Linked DNA regions of Anas platyrhynchos: region 1 is linked to region 2. A link is a contact called in public Hi-C data. All regions are on one chromosome and are shown on one strand. The core of a region is the stretch at or near the end of the contact, and the rest is flanking DNA. Distances in the headings are between cores, read along the strand shown. Region 1 holds the start of TBX5 (T-box transcription factor 5). Region 2 has its middle 290 kb from the start of TBX3.

Region 1 (4,666 bases), core at 190-2,689, 310 kb before region 2:
TCCAGCACAAGAGACTTACTGTGACTCAGTTCCCAACCCATTTTTTTAGTTAGCCCTCCTGTCACGGGACAGGTTGATGGCTGACCAAGCTGGACATGGGGAAACCCACCCATACAGAGGTGAACAAGGATATCCATCAACGGTTTGAAGCTACAATGGGGGAATAGCTGGGCGTAACAACATACACCATAAAAAACAGACAGATCCCTCCCACCTTTCTCTCCAAACTCCTCCAAGTTTTAAACACTCTGAAGTTAATTCTCTAGATAGGGCAAAAGGCTGCTTTGAAAATGAAAGAATACATGTTAAGAAGACTCTGTCCAGCACAGCTTCCTAGGAACAGATTTTCAAACTGAGTATTGTAATTGAGTGTTTCTACTCCATTTTAGATCAAATAATATCATAGCATTGATTAACACAAGCTCATGTCCCAACAGCTACCCTATTCCTACATGCTGGTTACTGACAATTGTCCTAGAGAACACGCAGCCCTAAGTGGCACTGGTTATCAGCAGACTGCTGTCCCAGACTGACTAGGTGTGCCTTGCCTGGAATAGAGATTTACATATTGATGCTTTACCTGACTGAGGTCCCTGAAAATAAGGAAACACCACAAGTAGTTTTGGGGCTTCTCACATAAGAAAGCAGGTGTTGAACAGACCAGCCAGGCTGGCAGATGAATGCAGGATGACAAAAGGCTGCCAGGCCAGCTAGAGGGAGCGTGGCACTTGTTTATCAAGTTCCTTCCCCTCCAGCTACACTCCTAACTCTCAGTCTTTGCCACACTCACCCCTAGGTTTCAACATCCTCCCCAAACGCAGGCCGCCCCGTTTGTTCCCCAGCCAAGGAACTCCAAAAATCAAAGAGTACAAGAGACTGATTTCACAGGACCCAACATACACCTCGAGACATTTCACATCTACTTTCAGGGCATTGCCCACAAGCTCTCTGCAAGGACACATTGGCACCTTGGGAACAAAAACCACATCGAGCTCACTCAGACCTACCTCAAATCCCACAGACACAGTGTTAGGTCTAGCAGAGCCCCAGCAGGGAGGGAATGACCTAGGTAGGTGCACATCCACCACAGCTACACACCTGCAAACCAAGGCCCCATTCTATTTTATCTGAAGGGTACTCACAGCCACAAGACAGAATCTAGCAGACACAATCCCTGAAGCCCTCCAAGGACTAAGGAATGCATTTTCAACACATGCTAGACTCCCTCCATGAAAAAAAAAACACCTCACAGCTCCCAAGGCACAGCCAAGAAGCTATACAGCATCTACCACCAGCACTACACCTACACCAAGTCCCTTTTTTTTCCCCCCACAGCCTCCTACCTGCATAGGGAATCCATCACAGGTCCTCTCAGCAGCCTCTTGCACCTTGTAGCTCCTCCAACACCACTGTCTTCAGGAAAAAGCCATTCCTTGGCCCAAGCTCATAAACCCTGCAGTCCCAGCTCTATCAGGCCCAGCTGGGTCCCTCAGATGGTGCTGGGTCACAGCTGGAACTTGTGTAAAGCCTGGGGTCTGCAGCACACAGGTGGCACTGGGCTGAGCAGGCAGCAATAGGTCCTGGGGAGAAGCAGGGTTTAGCCCCAAAATTAATTGTAATTTCCATTCCAGCTCATTTCAGAGCAAGAAAGTGGGGTGAGCCCATGTGCATGGTGTACCCAAGTCCCCAGGCCATTAAAACTTTTGGGAACCATCACCATCCATTGCTGTGTGCTCGGGGCAGGGGCATGAGGGTGCTCTCCCAACCCTAAATGACAAGGCCAAACCCAGCCCTGGCTGCTGTTCCTTCCATCTCCCACTGACACCTAGAAACCTTATGGAAATATTATTTGAAGGGAAAGCTCTGCTCTCAGAGTGGTCTCGCCCCCTGATTTCACCGGGGTGATGTGATTGAAAAGGAAGCAGAAAAAGCAGCGATTGATTACCCATGAAGCAGAGTTGTGATCCAATAAATAAATGATAAATCAACGTGCCTCCTCTCAGTGAGGCGCTGGAGACCCGAAGTTCCCCTGGAAGGATCTGGGCAGAATATCCATTATCCAAACTGATCTCAGCTACTCGAGTGGAAAGAGCAGCTGTGCCTTCATGTTTTTGACACTTTTTTTCTCGTGCATTACACCGTCCTCATTGGGAATTAAGTGATTTGGACTTGAGATAACTCATTAAGGAGTGGCAAGGACTACTGCTTTCCAGATTACCTAACCCCCATGCATCCAGCTCAGAACCCGACACCCAAGTAGCGCAGCGTGAACCCTTTGCTACTTCTCCACCAAATCCTTCCACAGCCAGCAAAACGGCTGCCCTTGGAGTTGTGAATTCCCCCAAAGCCCTGTTCACACAGCTTCACTAAGCGTTTGTGGCAAGACCAGCGCTTCTCTCGCACGACAATCAGCCCATCGCCCCTGCCTGCCGCTCCTGGAAGCATTAACACCAGGCTCCAAGGGTTTAACTCCTTCATAAATCTCCTTCATAAATCTTTCAGGCCGCTGGAACCCGGGAATTACCTTCCACAGAAACCCTGTGCATCACTTGCTGCAAAGCAGCTCTGACGCCTACATGCACATACACAATTCAGGGTCCCTAATGAGAGCGTGCACCGGCGTGGAAAGGGACAATGGGCATCTCTCATCGCTAATCAGAGACAGTCGGAAAGTAGGACAGCAGTTTATTTGGAAGCTCTGCTGGACCTGGAAGGCTCTTCCCTAAAGATCCCTCTGCTCTGGTTCAGAAGTTTCAGTGGATTTTGTCTGCTACCAGTTTCTTAAGAGGACGAGTGTCTTTTTTTTTTGTTTCCCTGGGAAGGCTTTCTTCCCCATTGTGTGACCGCCGCACATTAAAACGCAATCAATATCATTCCCATTGTTTACCCTGAAGTTTGATGCATGTCTTCCTGCTTTTACATCCTTGTTCTCACATTTTAGTGCCCCCAGTTCCACCAAAGCAAGTTGATCTCTCACCCGGAGAGAAGTGTTTCATGCGAAATGGCAGTTTCTGGTGCAGAATAGTTTTGTAATGAGGGAGGAGGCAGAAAACATAAATAAGGTTATAATAAGACAAACTGCTTATGAAGAACAGCTGCATGCGTGTGTAAGAGAGAGCAAAAAGTGTAAGGCAGGAAGAATATGAATCAAACTATGAAACAGAATGTAAAAAGATGTTTTCCGTGCGTGCGTGTTTGAATGTGTGTACAAGTGAGCAAAAGGCAAGGCTAGCACAAAAAAAAAAGATAACACAGAGGCAAAATAGCTCAGTATGTGCATGACACAGGGATATGTGAGGGCGGGCGGCAGAAATGCAAGGAGACGAAGCAAAGGAGGCCTTGTGCTGTGCAAACCAGGGCAGGGAGATGGCTCCTTTCTAGAGCCCTGTCTGCCCTCACCGCACAGCCACTCACACCTGTAAAGCTCTGGGAGGTTTTCTACCAAAATTCCAGGCCTGGTGCCACTTCCGTGGGGATGCCCAGCACTGGGATGCTCATTTGGAGTTCACTGAGATCACCAGGAGCCGTCACATCAGTGCTGATGGGCTCCTTGCACACATTCTCAGCCCCCACAAACACACACGATTACAAGAGCACAGAAGGAAGGCCGGCACGGAGGCTTTCCAGATGAGGCTCTCTTTCCTCGGGCTCCAAAAACGAAAAACCACCTTTTCCACTTTTTCACCTCCCCCCGGAGCAGCCCCGGGGAGCTTCGCGGCCGTGCTGCGGGGCTGCCCCCACCAGGTGGCGCTCCAGGAGCGGGAGAGCGGCGGCTCCGGCTCCGGGCACGGCGGCCCCGGCCACCGGCTCCGCTCCCGCTTTGTGCTCGGGTCCTGCCGCTGCCTCGATGCCCCAGCATTTGGGGATCTGGGGAATTAGGGACGAGGCGTGTGGCAGGGATGGAGCTTCCCCCACTCCTTGCTCTGTGCCCGGAGTCAGCAGGGAGCCGGGAATGAGGCTCTCACACCGCCCATCCCTCCTCCCGGCAGCAGAAATTTGGAGCCGCGGGATGCCGAGGACTCCTAAATTTATATTTTAGCACCCTAAAATAATACCTTTTATCCTCCCCCGACTAAAGATTTGGCAGACGGACCGAACCAGACACCCGGCTCTAAGAGGGCTGCGCGGAGCCAGGGGGGTCCCCAGGGATCTCCGCTCCCCACAAGGGGGTCCCGGCCCTATAGAGCCGGGGGGGGGGGGTCCAGGGGTGGGGGCCACAGAGGGGGAGCCCGGGACTGCTCGGCGAGCTGATGCTCGCAAGTGGCCGGCGGGGATGAATTCCCCCGGGACATGCGATAACGCGACTCTGAGCGAGGCATGGATGCTGAACCCGGCGGATTGAGCCCCCACCCCGGTCCTGGGCTGGGGGCACGGCGGTGCTCGGCCGGGAGGTGCCGAGCCGGGGTGCGCAGCAGCCTCCGGGGGAGCTGGCGCCGGCAGGGCTCGTGTGCGGGCTGCCGGGGCCGGGACACGCGGTGCCCGGTGTCTCGTAGCGTGCACGTCTCCATCAAAGCGAAATAAAGGCGTGCACAGCCCCCATCTCTTCCCAAAATCTTTATATACAAACGTGGATATTTATTTGAACTACGGAAATATTTGAAATACAGGCAGCACTTTATGGACGCCTTCCGTCCAGGGAGAGTTACAGCTAAATCAAGTCACATAA
Region 2 (5,221 bases), core at 887-3,386:
GATGCTCTTCCAGCAGGATTGGTAGGGGCTGGTTGCAGTTTTGCTGGCACCGCACTTCACTGCCTCCAGTCACATTTCTAAACTTTAGGTCCCCCCATTTCCCAAGCACTCCTGTATCTTTCAGATACGAGGATTTCCTCGGAAGTTTAAAGCTCCACTTCTTGTGTCAGTGTTAAGCGAGACACCAAGGCGTACAATGAAATGAGCCACTGCAATTTAGCCTCAAGGTTAGGGCAGGACTGAATTTCGTCCTACCAGCAGCACCTTGGGAGAGTGTGCTCAGTCACAGCATATGCCACCATCACTTGGATCCTCCTGTCTTACTCTCAAGCTCTGTTTATGAGGCTGAGAAAAGCCATCAAGAAGCCCACCATAATCCGTGGTGTGACTGAATATCCACAAGAGCCCCCCTGAGTCACGAAGATGACAAATGTGTATCCAGCAAGGGCTGTTCTCCACTCCTTCGGTTTCAGCAATTCCAAATGAACGTTTAGAGCATCATGACCCTGTGAAGCCAAACCGTGGGTCCCCTGAGACCATTTCATTCCTTTCTCCCTCCCCTTATGGCCCCCTCATCAAATAAAGTCAAGAGTACGTGCGTCATTCTGACACATACCCTTCAGGAAGTGATGGGAATAGGATAGATTTTCTTCCTCCTAATGCCCTGACTGTGTCCCTACAGCACGAGGTCCTTCATTCCCACAGTAACAGGCCTCCTCTTCTACAGAGCTGGGCGGAAACCTGAGGAGCCATGACCAATGTGATGTCGGATTAGCATCGCTCTGTGACACTGTCAGCAGCATTTTGCAGGGCTCTTTAAGAGAATATCCTGCTGTGATTCACAACAAGTCTTGTGTTTGAGAGACACAGAGATCTCATCCAGCAAATTAAAACGCGCTACAGTGAATTTCAGCATTTCTGCTTGGAGGTCTCCCAGGGACCGACCTAAGTGGCGTGTGATGTGACGAGAGCAAGAGCCACCTGCTCCGAAACGCCCAGACCCCGAGCCACCATGACCCACCTGTGACAAAGGAGCACGGCCGATGAAATGAGGGGGCTGGAACGAGGGCTAATTCTCAGCTACAGTTTGGCAAAATAAGAAATAGGTTCGTTGCACTGCAGCAATTTGTCTAAAACGTGTTGGATCACGTATCGGTAACTCTTCAATACATTCTGCATTATTCACTGACATATATTTGTTATCTTAATTACTAATTACAAAAAGTGGCATGACTCATTTACAAGATGGGTTGGAGAGACCACTGGTTTTACCAGACTTGCCTGCTGTATTGCTGGAGTTATGGTAGGTATATGCACAGCTGGCTGTGAATGAATTACAACAGAAGCCTGCAGCTTCAAAACCATCTCATTTCAGTCCATTTTATCTGCTCTGGGACAGGCAGAGCAGTAGGTACCAAATGCAGAACAGATCAGGAAGATGAAACTCACTGAAATATTCATAACATCCTGAATTTGAAAAGACGCTGAGCAGTGTGTGAAGGAATGCAGGAATCATTTGCATTTTTGCATGACAAATACCACAGTGCCAGAGAAAAATGCTGCATCCCAAACAAGCAACAACAGAAGTGCAAGGGCAGGAGGAAATAAGATGTAAATGCTTTCACTGCAACATGCTAAAAATGCAGGCTTTAGTACCTGTTTTCTTGTAAAATGGGCTTTTTTATTTCCACCAAACTGTTAGAACTGTGGGTTGGCATCTCCTTGGGAGGCTAACGCTTAGATCAGCACAGCACGTGCTAAATCCAACACCAGCAGTTGCTTCCCTTTTATCTGAAAGCATGGAGTGCCATCAGTCGCAGTGCCCTCACTGCTTGCCGCAGCAACGTTCCCCTTCGCAAAGCCAGCTGGAAAGTTACCGCAAAGCTGGGCTCTGCATGGTCTGCAGGCAATATCCAAGCCCAAGGTAACATGCCTCCAAACACATTTTGATTACACCAAGAGAACAAAACCACTCAGCTGTGCTGCGGCTCCTCCTTTTATCTCCCTCTGGCCTCCCACATTACAGATTAAAACAGCAGCGCATCTGGCATTTACCGAGCGGCAAATACTTCTCCGAGACCTCCTAGAACAAACAGGCCCCGGCTGCCTTCCTCCGAGCTGCTGATAGGTCTCCAGCATTGTGCAAGGGGTCAGACTTAGGAACTGTCAACAGCTTCCTAATGTATGCTCTTTCTCCGGGAAAGGGGGTCCCAGGTTTTATAGCCTAATAGATTCGTTAATCGGAACACACACAGGCTAGGAAAGCCACTGTTTGTTTTCTCTGACAAGTTTGGCATTTTCCTCCTGGGAGCCAGGAAGCTTTAAAGGCATAAGACTCTCCTACTTAACTGGACAAGAAAACCAGTCTGGACAAACCGAGACATGTCACTGTGTCTGCTTAATTCTGAGCCAGAAGGTGCCATTTTAGAGACTTTACAACAACATCAATGTCAGGGTAAAGGAAATTAAATTCCCCTCCCTCTCCTCCCCTGATGGCTCCATTTTCTTCAGGCTTCCCCTCCTGCCGCCGAGGTCAGGATCTGGTCCTTCGCAGGCACAGGACGTGTGATTGCACCGATGACAGGGATGTTCAATGCAGAAAGCTGCATCCAGAGGGAGCGTATAAAGGAAAGTGAAACTCACTTGTGCAACAACGGCAGCGTGCCCACCAACTGCTTCTGTTCACTCAGGCCAGTGACTTAAAACACAGCAACATGAAATGGGAAACATAGCAAGTAAAACTTCTACATGAAGCTACACACACACCTCCAGATCAGCAGTTCGCAAGATGTGGGGTAGATTCTGCTGTCAGAATAAGGATTTACTATAAATATCAGGTATAATCACAAAGGGGGAATTCAAAGTGTTGCCGAGGTTGTGTAGCCCATCCACTAAAAAATAAAAAAAACCTACAGTAACACCTAGGAGCTGCCACAATTTAATTACTATACTGGAAGAGACATGAAAATAAGATGTTATGCCATCAAGAAGAAAGAATCAACAGGGGGATTTCAGTAAAAATAATTTCAGCCTCTTTCCCTCAAGCCTTGTTGAACAGTGACACTTTCTCTCCTGTGAAATTGTTCCAGCTTTGAGCCCCAATCCTCAGACTGAAGGGCCCCTTTACTATCTCCCTGGCCCAAAACAAACGTTCTGGTCCCCGTGAAGTGTCCAGTTCAGCAAGTCCCCAAGTCACTCACTCGTCAATACTTTGCCTATAACTTAAACTGGCTGCCTAAGCACCTGCTGCAAGGCATTGGCAAAGGCAGCTCCTAGGCCCAAACACATCTTTGCTGTGACTATCAGAGTGCTGACAGGGCTCACGGGCACATTCCCACTCTTCATTCCTGCATTCCTTCCTCTGCCCTCCTTTACTTTAACTGCAATCCCGTGGACTCCACAACCTCTTCTTGCTCTGGTGCTCTAGCTATTGAAGCACGGCATGACACGTACAGACGAGACCAAGGAAGGCCAAGGAGTGTTTAATCCAACAGCGATATCTCACAGCAAGAACATTCAATCATTATTCTTTAGAACGGGAACCAGCTTTATCTTTGATTTTTAAACACCCCCTCCCTCCTCCAAGTCCTCCAGTCACTTCTCCTGTTACTGGTTGAGGCAATGCTTATATCTCACTGAAGTCAAAGCATGTCCCGTTGAAGTTACAATGAAACACTGTGCCTAAGTGCTTTGCTGAATCAGAGCCATCGTAACTATCCATTAGGCTTTGATCTGGTTAATGTTTGTCCAAATATGGCCCCACAACGGGAAAGCAATGAACCATTATTAAAAGAAGGAAGGACAGCTGGAATTATTTTAGTGTGCAACTACATGCACAAACGCACACCAAGTATCAGACTGAAAAGCTGCTCTTGTTATCCCTCAAATTATTCTTCCCCCGTTCTCCTAGTTACAAAACTATTAATTAGGGTCCTATTTTTGTTTCCCCCCCTTTAATGCACTCAGCGCTCACCCAATTTACACACACAGTTTATCTTGGCAAAAAAAGAAAGGGAAGGAGAATCTCTGCGCAGGGGTGGAGGGGGGAGAGGTGTTTGTTTGAGGGGAGTCACCGCAGTCATCACTCAGCCACTGTACAGCTGAAGGAGGAGAAAGACTAAGGAGGCTTAACTCTTCATGCTGTTTATACATGATAGAAATGTGATGTGTACAACTGAAGGGTAATTAAGTAAACACTTGCTGATGCTTCTTCACTCATACACACAGATCTATTCTTTCCATTTCTTAACAGAAAAAAAAAAAGAAAAAAAAACATGGCCTGCTCCAGTCCAGTTTCTTGAAAAGCAGGTTAGCTGCCAGAACATGCAGAAAGAAGACCTCTCAGCACAAAATTCGAAAGAACCGACTCCACCCATGACAGCAAGCTAAAACAAAGGCAAGGTCCATCCTCAGGGAGTTCAGTGACTTTCTTCTTCCTTCTGCGCTGACAAAGCCCTGCTCTATCTGAGGTGACATACGTCTCCTGGCATGTACCTTGCTTACACACTCCCAGTGAGGAGTTAATGGATGTCCACCACTGCACACCCCTGGCCTCTAGGCAGAAAAATGCTGACGAAGAGAGGAGCTGGATCCACCTTCAAGTACGTGGGTGGCTCCTGCACTTTCCTTTGACGGACTGCAGCAGAGTGCCACCATTCTTTTCTAAATCTTCCTGAGCTCCTTCTCACATGACAGGAGTGCAGGACTTCAATTCACCTTTGCCACTGCAAAGATACTATATACTCTATTTAGACAGCAGAGGTTTAAGAGATAAACAAACATTCTTTGTGGTATGTTCTGATTAGAAAACCCAACTAAAAAGGCTCTCTTGATCTACCTGGTTAGGCCACTACAAACACGACAGACACTCTCTTTCAAAAACGCTCTTTCATTCTTCCATAGTTGATGAAGAGGTTTTTAGAGGTACAGAAGACGAGCCATTTCTTCTGACTTCAGTGAGGGCTGTGTGTGTGAGCGAAGACGTATGTGCATCCATGTGTGGACACCTGTGCTCAGTCCCCCAGCGCTCCGTTTCAACGGGACCTGATACGACTGCTCAAAGAAACATAAATATCAAAGGCAGTCTTAACAAGAGCATGAATAAAAGAGCCACTTGCTCTACGTTTGGCATGGACAGGAGGCACCACCCTGCCTGTTTCCTGTTTTCCACCAGAACTAGAGCGAGGAGCTCCTGTTCCCTTGCCCAAACCCATCCCAGCAG

The links. A called contact is a pair of places that touch in the nucleus more often than the background predicts.
Region 1: a Hi-C map of subcutaneous adipose tissue shows a contact between it and region 2, with 4 times the contacts expected there. The contact joins the promoter of TBX5 here to the enhancer-like site in region 2. A contact is called at or near these places in 5 of 8 Hi-C or Micro-C datasets (F1 follicle, liver, skeletal muscle and 1 more).

The regions. Positions count from the first base shown.
Region 1 is chr16:6,716,859-6,721,524 of IASCAAS_PekinDuck_T2T, reverse strand. It overlaps TBX5 (T-box transcription factor 5), which reads right to left and starts at 1,439. Exons shown (of 9, transcript XM_027470061.3): 1 at 1,344-1,439. It overlaps LOC113845355 (a long non-coding RNA gene), which reads right to left. Exons shown (of 2, transcript XR_003500919.3): 2 at 4,542-4,666.
Region 2 is chr16:6,409,851-6,415,071 of IASCAAS_PekinDuck_T2T, reverse strand. No RefSeq gene overlaps it. Among named protein-coding and RNA genes, the nearest start is that of TBX3, 290 kb to the left of the region's middle. Within about 2 kb of position 2,136, at least 3 of the 8 cell types and tissues checked have an H3K27ac peak or open chromatin away from gene starts, as enhancers often do.